2 separate regions of the Oryctolagus cuniculus genome follow, and region 1 is linked to region 2. A link is a contact called in public Micro-C data. All regions are on one chromosome and are shown on one strand. The core of a region is the stretch at or near the end of the contact, and the rest is flanking DNA. Distances in the headings are between cores, read along the strand shown. Region 1 holds the start of C8H8orf58 (chromosome 8 C8orf58 homolog). Region 2 holds the start of CHMP7 (charged multivesicular body protein 7).

Region 1 (4,733 bases), core at 209-2,708, 710 kb before region 2:
TGCCTTCCTGCCCAGCTCGCTGAGCCCCCAGTCCTCCCTGCCCACCGCCAGGGCCCTGGCCACCCCACCCAAGCTCCACACGTGTGAGAAGTGCGGCACCAGCATCGCGTGAGTGGGGGGCAGGGCCGGGCCCACCAGGGGCCAGCAGCAGCAGGCGGGCAGCACAGCCAGGGAGCCCAGAGGGAAGCTCCTTTGTGGCCTTGCGAGGGGTTATTTGCAGCGTCCTGGGGCTGCCTGGGCTGGCTTCTTTCTTCCTTGTCCCCAGAGGAATCCGAGATGCTGCTGTGTTAGAGAGAGAGAGAGAGAGAGAGAGAGAGAAATCTTCATCTGCTGGCTCCTTCCCAAATGCCTGCAACTACTAGTGGCTGGGCCAGGCCAAACCCAGGAGCCAGGAGCTCCCTCCAGGGGTCTCGTCCATGGGTGGCAGGAACTCGAGTGCTGAGCCTGGGTGCACTAACAGGAAGCTGACTCACAGCAGATCAGCTGGAACTCCTATGTGTGACGTGTGGTGTTCCGAGCAGCAGGCTAAGTTTCTGCACTGTGACGCGTACCCTGGTGAGACTGGCACTTCTAATGCTGGCGCTGCCAGTCCCAGGAGCTGGGGTCACACTTTAGGTACCACTTCTCCCTTGCAAACCGAGAAGATCTGGCCGGGTTTGTCAGTCCGTGCGGGGACTGATGTGCGGCTGTGCGCAGGCGTGGTGGGGGGTGGAAGGAGATTACTGAGTGCAGGTGGAGTCATGTCTCTGAGGCTGTAGGGTCGTCCCAGGCTCCAGGGCGGTGGTGGCCTCCCAGCAGGAACCATTCCCTCTCCTGCAGGAACCAGGCCGTGCGCATCCAGGAGGGGAGGTACCGCCATGCCGGCTGCTACACCTGCACGGACTGCGGCTTGAACTTGAAGATGCGAGGGCACTTCTGGGTGGGCGACGAGCTGTTCTGTGAGAAGCACGCCCGCCAGCGCTACTCCACAGCCCCGGCCCTCGGCTCCCGGGCCTGAGCCCACAGAAGGGGCCACGGCAGGTGGCGGCTCCTCCCGGGAACTAAGCGTGGGCCTGACTGGGTGAAGTCCAGGGCTGGGACCTGTCTCGGGCAGCAGGTGCCGAGGCAGCCTCACCTTCCTGGCATCTTCGCCCCTGCAGGGCAGGCCCTGTTCCCCAGGCTGAGTTGGCTGCTGCCTTTGACATCTTGGCAAATGCGGGATGGAATGCTGGGAGGCATCTCGGAGGAGAGCGAAGTGCTAGCAGTTCTTTGTTCTTCCCTGTGTAACGCTGGTCATATGCGCTCCGTAAACATGCACACAAGCACAAAAGAGACACCTTGCTTCTCTCTCCTTCCCCGCCCCTCCCTCAGGGACCCCCAGCCCAGTGCCACCTTCCCAACACTCCCCGTGGAAGATGCTCACCAGAGACAATCGCGGATAGGCCATGGCGGGTGGCCTTGCCTGGGATGGAAGTAGCAGAGCCCCCAAAGCCCCCCAACCCCTGGGGCCTGGCCTGGGGGTACCTGTCCTGGATCCAGAGGCCGGTGCAGCAGCCCCAGCCCTGTTCTCACAGGAAAGATCAAAGCCAGTGCTGGTGGCAGCTTGGTGCTTATCTGGCTGCCTTTGGAGGGGATCTTGGCACCCACTGTGTTGCCTCCTCAGGCACCTGGTGATATAATTTACACCTTGATATCATCGTCTCAACTTTTGCCTGGATGGCTGCCTGAGGACCAGCCTTTATTTTTATGGGGAAGATCAAGGCGGCCGGCCTGCTGGGGAGTCTGGCTAGAGTCTTGGGCAGAAATGGGGCAGCCTCTTTGGCGCCACCTAGTGCCAGGTGCTGCCTATGGCGAGGAGGTTCCCACTGATCCACCGGCACACTTGGTGATGGGCTGGGCATCATGGTCAATGACAGACTGCCAGGGGTTTGAACTTCACCTTGACAACTGTAAGTGGGGATCTGACAGATTGGAAGGGGTGGGCTGATGCTATGCAGGACAAGGACAGGTCGGGAGTGAGGCTGCCTGTGAAGCTGGCATCCAGGGGGCTGTGGACTTTGGGGAGGACACAGGTGGTCAAGGGAAAAGCCACAGCTCCTGCCGGCCACCAAGGGAGGTCAGCCCGGCCCCCGGCCCTCTCCAGCTGCTCTTGGCTTTGTCCTGCCTCCTCCCAGGGCCATGCTAAGCGCCAAGCTTGCAGGAAACCTGCTTCCTGGAGCTGGGACTTCCCCATGGGGAGTGCAGGGGCTCCTAGGCATGGCTGGCCCCAGGCCACTGCCTTCTTGGTCAGGAACTCGGGGCAGCTGCTCACTTGGCCAGGTGTGCAGCGAGGGGTGGGTGGCTGTGCCGCCCCTCCCATTCCTCCTGCGTGGCTCAGAGGCTGGTAGATGCTGCAGGCACGCAGGGCCATGGAGCCCTCTACTTGGCGGAGGCTTGGCACAGGATGCCAGTCCAGGGCAGCAGAATGCAAGTGGCAGGGAAGCTGGGAAGTGCGCAGCCCCCGTGTCAGGGTGGCCCTGAGCTGGCGCTGGTGTTGGGAGGGGAGCCTGTGTCGGGTCGTGGGTGGGGGAGTCCTTGGGAGCCACACACAAAGCTTGTGCTGAGACACCGCATTCCTGCTGGCCTGGCTTCCTGTTTCTAGATGCATTCTTGTCCCGGAGTCACCGCAGAGACCCACGTTCTGCAGACTCGGGACGGGATTCGCGTGGGCTGCCTCCCTGCACCTCCCCGCCCTCTCACCGGGGCCCCCAGGCCGCCTCACTTCCTACCCAGGGAGGGCAGAGCTGGGGTTCGGCATGGCTGGGGGTTTGATGCTGCACGGCCCGCCTCCTGGGCTGATGGAAAGCGCTTCCTGCCAAGCCGGCATTCTTGGTTTCCCTCTGACGGTGGGGAAGGGGGGGGTGGAGTTGGACCAGGGCTTGCAGGCGGTTCAGGCTCTTGGCTCTCCTGCCTGCCTGGGGCGTGGCTTTGGGCCACAGTCTCCCCATGTCACCAGCAACAGGGCACAGAAACTAACTGGTGGTTTGTGGGTCTCTGCTGAACGCTGGGGGCGGGGCGGGGAGGGTGTGTCCGGTTGGAGGGCCCCAGGAGGGTGCAGAGTGAGGCAGATTGGCTTCTCCCTCCTAGTGAGTGAACAGCCACTGGTCCCCGGGGCCCCAGTCCCGCCCCCCAGAGGCCCAGGTGCAAGTTTGCACGTCCACCTGCTCCCTTAGCTGTCTCCAGGGCATTCGGCCCCGTTAGGGTTCCCCAGCCCTGACCCTCGTCCAGGGAGAGCGAGCTCAGAGGCCACCAGTCCCTGGCTGGTCACCTGGTGGTTTACCTGCCTGGGCTCCATTTAAAACCAGGAAGCAGTGGCAGCAGCATCCTAGGGAGACACGGGCCCCCTCCTGCGGCCTCCAGGCTACTCCCCGCGCTGCACGCTTCTCCCCCAGCCCCCGCGCCCAACTTTGGAAGAGGCAAGGCCAGGCACGGAGTGAAAGGCCCCCCCAGGCAGGCAGCATCCCCTTCCTTCCCCTCCGCCGCCGCTGGGAGCCTGGCAACGCTCTCTTCCCATTTCCTCCCGGGCTTGCGCGCGCGGCAGGAAGCGCCCGGCGAGAGGGGCGGCGCGGCGGGCCCTTACGGTAGCCCCAGCCGGCACTGGTGGGACGCGGTGGAGACGGGGCAGGGAGGTGCTATCCGGCTCGCGGCCCGGACCACCCCGCCCGCCTGCGCGCGCGCACCTGCGTGCCCCTCCCCCGCTGGGAGTGTCCGGGGGCCGCTCCCGGTCCCGGCGCTCGGCGGGGACGCGGCGGGCACCGCCTGGGCGAGCGCCGGGACCCCGGAGCGGGCCATGCGGGGCCGGCGGCGCGTGTACGGCGTGGAGCCGCTTGGCGGCCGGGGTGAGTCGCCCCTCTCGCACTCGGGCAGGGGCAGCCTCTCCGCGTTCCCGGTTCGGAGGGGCCGAGTGATTGGGCTGGGAACGCCTCGCACGGCGGAGCCCCTCCGGGTCTGGGCATGAAACCGGTCGCCAACGCTACCCCCGCTTCCCCCGAGTCCGCTTCCCGCTCGCGCCCGACCTGGAGCCTCCCCATGCGCGGGAGGAGGTCTGGATCCGCCGTCCCGCCCCACCCCGCCCCACCCCGCCGCGGCCGGCAGCTCCGCGAAGCCCCGCACGGCGGCGGACCCCTCCCTGCTAGTCCACAGGCCGCCGCGCCCGGAGGGGGCGCGGGTGGCACCTGGTGCCGCGCGCCGGGCAGGGAGATGTGGGCAGCCCGGTCTGGGCACCACCCCCGGAGGGGGGCCTGGTGCACAGGTGACAGTCCCTGGGGTTCCTGCTGCCTGCGCCAGGTTCCTCTTCCTTCCACCTCGCTTGTCCTTGCCCCAATCCCCAGTGTTTCTGGGTCCACCGAAGAAGTGGTGGCTGTAGCTGTTTTCACCACTGCCTCTCGGGAGGGACAGACCCTCTCTTGCATCCTCACGGAGGGCAGATTGGATCCCAGACTTGCCCTGCTCCCTCCTTGACTTGGAGTTTCCAGGCGACTTTGGAGGTGGTGGGGGGCGCAGAAGGCGTGGCCATCAAGGGAGCTGGGTGGCCACCCCACATCGCCAAGGGGGCTCCTGCGGCTGACATCCCTGCGGTGAGGGCAACCCCTTCGGATGTCTCCTCAGAAGCGCCGCAGATCCGGGGGCGGGGCCGGCTGCCAGGTGCCCTCCCCCCAGCACAGGACGCCCCTCCCGGCGCCGGGAATGCTGGGGGCAGTGAGGACCGCCCGCCT
Region 2 (4,666 bases), core at 1,746-4,245:
AGATGGCCCAAGTGCTTGGGTCCCTGCACCCACGTGGGAGACCTGGAGAAAGCTCCTGGCTCCTGGCTTCAGATTGGCATAGTTCCAGCCATTGTGGCCAGTTGAGGAGTGAACCAGTGGATGGAAGAGCTCTCTCTCTCTCTCCCTCTCTGCCTCTCCTCTCTGTGTGACTCTGTCTTTCAAATAAATAAATAAATAAATCTTTAAAAAAAATGGGAGGGAAACGGAACACACAGAGTGAGAGGCCTCCTGATAGGTCAAGGGGACAGACTCGAGAGCACACAGGGGACAGGGGAAGACACTTCTCTCTCGGAGCCAAGGGAGAGATGGACTCAGAGGAGGCTGAGCTCGAGGTGGAAGGGCCGCATACTGGAGGCCTGGCCCGGGAGACTCACCTGCTCAGTGAAGTGCCTGCAGTCAAGGCAGGAGAATGAGACAGAGGGGAGAAGACCAGAGGCTCTGGGGGCCCCTAAGTCCGGGCACAGGGCCTCTGCCCAGCAGGGAGGATCTGCTGGGTGTCTCCTGGTGTGGACCACGGCAGACGCAAAGGCGCTGGGGTCCTGAGCAGGGAGTCAGTGCAGCCATCAGGAGAGCGGGCCCCGAGGAAGCTGCCTGAGCGGGGGAAGGGATCAAGGCCCCCAGTGGGCCTTGTGGAGGCAGAAGGGCGAGGAGGGCGGAGGGCAGCCAGATGAGCAAGGGGACACGGGCGGACAGCAGAAAAGCTGGGTCTCCTGCACTGATCTGGGGGGCACAGCTGAGAGCCACGTGGTCCTCACGAATCCCGAGACACCCTCATCCAGGAGGCAAAGCATTGCCTACACCGCGGCTCACCATTCGGGCCTCCAAACGCCAGGGAAGGATCAGCGTCACTGGCCACTCCAGACAGAGGACCAGCCCTGAAACGGGAGAGTCTGACAGACGCGGCATGAGCAGTGCGCCCTGGGAGGCATTCAGCTACCCACCCCAGAGGACACGCAGGCCCCGCCCTCAGAGCACCCACCTTCAGCAGCTCCACGGCCACCAGCACCTCCTCGGCCGGGACCTTGCTATCCCCCAGCACGTTAGAGAGGGTCCACTTGAGGGGCTTCAGCAGGAAGACTCCGACCCCCCAGGAGATCCAGCTGCTGTCCACACTGGCCATGAAGTCTGACTCCCGCTGCAGCTCCCCTCGGCTGCAGGAGACAAAGAGAAGGCCGTGTGGCAGCACTGAATGCGAGGTCCCGTTCCACCCCTCACGGGCGAAGTTCATGCTCCCCATGACCATTTATGAGGCTCCTACTGTGTGCTGCCGCTGTGAGCAGCAGCACTTGATACTCCAGCTGCAAGCCTCATCACAACTCTGCACGATAGCTGGGGTCGGCGGCATCTTCACTAATGAGGAACAAGGAGTGACCGCAAAAGAGCAAGGCCAAGTCCAAACCATGATCTGTCTGGCTGCAAAATGCCCGCGCCCCCCTCGCAGCCCACAGGCACACAAGGCTCCTGGGCCAACGCTGACCCTCAGCTAGGGTGGAGACAGGAGGTACAGGTTTCTCTGCACCAGAAATAACGTGAGCAGCTCAATTTACTGACTGCACACCTTGGGCCAGTCGCTGCGCTGAGGGCTGTCTTCAAATCCCCACAACAAGCCTAGGCGCCCTGATCATCAGCATTTTGTGACTGGCCAAACTGATGGGCGTCCCAGACGCTGGAAGCGGCAGCCCTGGTCTCGTCCCTCCCCCTGCCCCACGGGATGGACTGCCACAGTGTCACCCCGTGCAAAGGTGCGGGGGACAAACGCAGCAAAGCAGCCTCAGAAAAAGCAGACAACTGGGAGGAAAATGAAACAAAACCAGGGCTGACTGCCTGCTTCCTGCACTTAGGGAGGCCCCGTGCGGGGCTGGGCTCAGCACCTGCACAGCTCAAGTGCAAAGCACTCAGCACCCTGAACACCTGTGGCCCCATCCGGGTCCTCAGGTGCAACCTGCGGCGGACACCCGACCAAGTGACCTGAATCGGCCACTCGGGCTCTTTCTCCGCCTGGCCAGCCCAAACGGTGTGTGCCGGACATGTACAGACCGCACAGTGCTGTTCTGTGAGCTACCCTCTGCTTGCGGCCAGCCTCTCACCTACGGCCCCTGCAGGGCCCCGAGATGCCCCACAAAGCCCTCACCCGCCGTCGCGTCCCCTGCGCTCCACACAGCCCCGATCAAGGGCAAGTCAGAGGGGCCAGACGCATGGCCCGGGCCGGGGCTGCCCTCTCCCCTACCGCTGCCCTCTTCCCAGCTGTGCCCGTCGATAAACCCTGCAGATCTGAGACCTCCTGCCCCGGCTTCACCCGAAATCGGACACAACGGGACCCCAGCCCAGACACATCACCGCCACCTCCGCCAGGCTTGCTTTTAGCCCCGCCGCCCGGAAGCCACATAATAGGACTTCTCGGGCCCCCCAACATCTGCCCGGGCCCTCTCCGCTCCTCTCTCCAAACACCCACAGCCCGGCCTCCGCCGCCGCCCGCTGACCACTCCGCACGCCGCGCCGTCCGAGCCCGAGCCCAGGCCGCCGGCCGCCCATCCCTCCCGGCCCGGGCCCGCCCCTCACCGCAGCAGGTCCTGCAGCACCGTGGCCAGCCCCAGCGGGACGCTGCCCTTGCGCTGAAAGGCCTCCTGCAAGTCCCGCAGACGCAGGCGCACCACCCCCTGGCGGCGGCTGTGGCTCAGCACCAACGGCGCCCAGAAGCCCATCTTGCTGTCCCAGTCGGTGCTGTTCACCTCGCGACTCCTCTTGAACGCGGAAAACAGGAAGGACATGCGCTCCTCATCCTCCTCCCACTCGGGGGGCAGCAGGCCCGCCGGGTCTCCCCCGGCCGGCGCCTCGGCCTCCCGCTCCGGGGACCACATCGGAACCCCAGCCCCGCCAAGGCCCCGAACACAGCCCTGGACCTGGTCCCCTTCCGCCCAAGTCCCCTCTCGGCTTCCGTTCCTCGAACACCTCCTCCTCTTCTGTCATCGCGTCACCGCCGCCCGCGGCGTGAAATAAGTCCTTCACGTCCTCAGGGCGCAGGCGTCGCGCTGTCCTCCTTCGGCCAGGAGGCGGGATGATGACGTTATGTTCGGAGAGACACAGAGCGCTTGCGCTGACCCCCTCCTGCCGCGCTCTTTGTGAGGAACGGAGCGCTTTGCGCGTGCGCGACGAGTAGGCGCGCGTTGCGCCCCTTGTTGAATTATGGTGTGGAGCGAAAGCGCTCTAGAGAGGGAAGTGAGTGGCTTCAAGGGTTGGGACTGGCGGTAGCTCCCGGGTCAGGTATGTGGTTACACAGAGGTATATATCCACTGACATTTCTGGCTCATTTACTGTTTGCCCAAGCAATACCATGACAACCCTGTGAAGTTAGGTTTGGAGACTGTCTCCATTTTGCAGAAGGGAAGATGGTATTGATTTATACTATTATTTTAAGTATGGTGAGGAACATTCCTAAAAAGAATAGTGTGGGATGTAAGGAAATAAGTTGAGCCCTAAAAAGCACAATTTTCCAGAAGGCTTTCTTTCTTTCTTTCTTTTTTTTAAATCTATTTGAAAGGCATAGAGAAAGAGTTCAAATTCCCACCTGCTGGTTCACTCCCCAGTGGCCCCGGGGAAGCCGGGAACTCGGAACTCCATCCGGGTCTCGAGCGCTTGGGCCATCCCTCGGATGCCAGGCACATTAGCAGGGAGCTGGATCAGAAGTGGGGCAGCTGGTGCTGCACAAGATGGCGGCTTACCCTGCTGTGCCACACACTGGCTCCAGAAGCATTCCTTCCATGTTGTCATGCCCAGTGACACAGCTGGTTGGCTTCCGCTGGGAAGACAGACCAAGTGGTTTCCCACCCTGTGTCAGAGGAAGCAGCCGATCACGAGTGGTGGAAGAATCTGGTGGAGCAACCTGGCAGGGTGAGCAGAGTTAGGCTGACGGAGGAGCATGCTACACGGAGCAGCAGAGGGGAGCCAGAGGCTGGCTGTCACAGCATGGACGCCAGTCTGAGGTGTGTACATGTAGCAGGGGTCCCTGCTTGGTTAGAGTGACTTTTTTCCCATGATCCAACAGGTTTTCCCATGCAGGTGACTTTCATTTCTGCACAAGGGTGGGGAGCCTCCAACACCCTTAGTTTGGGGACTTTCCCAGCGCCCTGGGGCAGCCCTCCACACCTTGGTTTCCTGTCTGATTTAATTCAAATAGTTCTACACCTGAGCATTTTCGCAGCGTTTGGGCCTGAGGCTGCTTGCACTTGAAAGTGCCATAGGTTCTGGACGTCTCCAGGCTGGATGAGTTCCTGGGAGCAATGGAGAATGGAGGAAGAGCTGTGCTGTCCCTGAGTGTGTCCCTGGTATGTGGCAAGCTCTTTGTCACCTTGGGGGTTTCACTCCTATGCTGTGCCACTCCCCTGCATGACTGACTGTTTTATCCTTGAAGTCACCTCTCACAGTGGCCTTGTCTGAACCACCCTATTTAAAATGACGTCGTGGAGTTTTAGAAGGGATGGATCACTTTGCCAGCACCTCCTGATTGATCTGAACATCACAAACAGAGCGACAAACAGACATCATATGCCCCTGAAGGGATATAACAGGAAGCACAGAGAGCCATTTGTGAAATTTCTTTTCAAGACTGTTGAACCTGGGGCTGGCACTGTGGTAAAGTGAGTTAAGC

The links. A called contact is a pair of places that touch in the nucleus more often than the background predicts.
Region 1: a contact with region 2 is called in a Micro-C map of ear pinna, with 5 times the contacts expected there. The contact joins the promoter of C8H8orf58 here to the promoter of CHMP7 in region 2. A contact is called at or near these places in 2 of 6 Hi-C or Micro-C datasets (ear pinna and an unstated tissue).

The regions. Positions count from the first base shown.
Region 1 is chr8:726,337-731,069 of mOryCun1.1, reverse strand. It overlaps C8H8orf58 (chromosome 8 C8orf58 homolog), which reads left to right and starts at 1,458. Exons shown (of 7, transcript XM_051836748.2): 1 at 1,458-3,857. The coding sequence starts at 3,809. PDLIM2 (PDZ and LIM domain 2) reads left to right here. Exons shown (of 10, transcript XM_008249873.4): 9 at 1-108; 10 at 820-1,313. The coding sequence ends at 997.
Region 2 is chr8:17,626-22,291 of mOryCun1.1, reverse strand. It overlaps CHMP7 (charged multivesicular body protein 7), which reads right to left and starts at 2,995. Exons shown (of 9, transcript XM_070047170.1): 1 at 2,581-2,995; 2 at 1,001-1,172. The coding sequence starts at 2,879.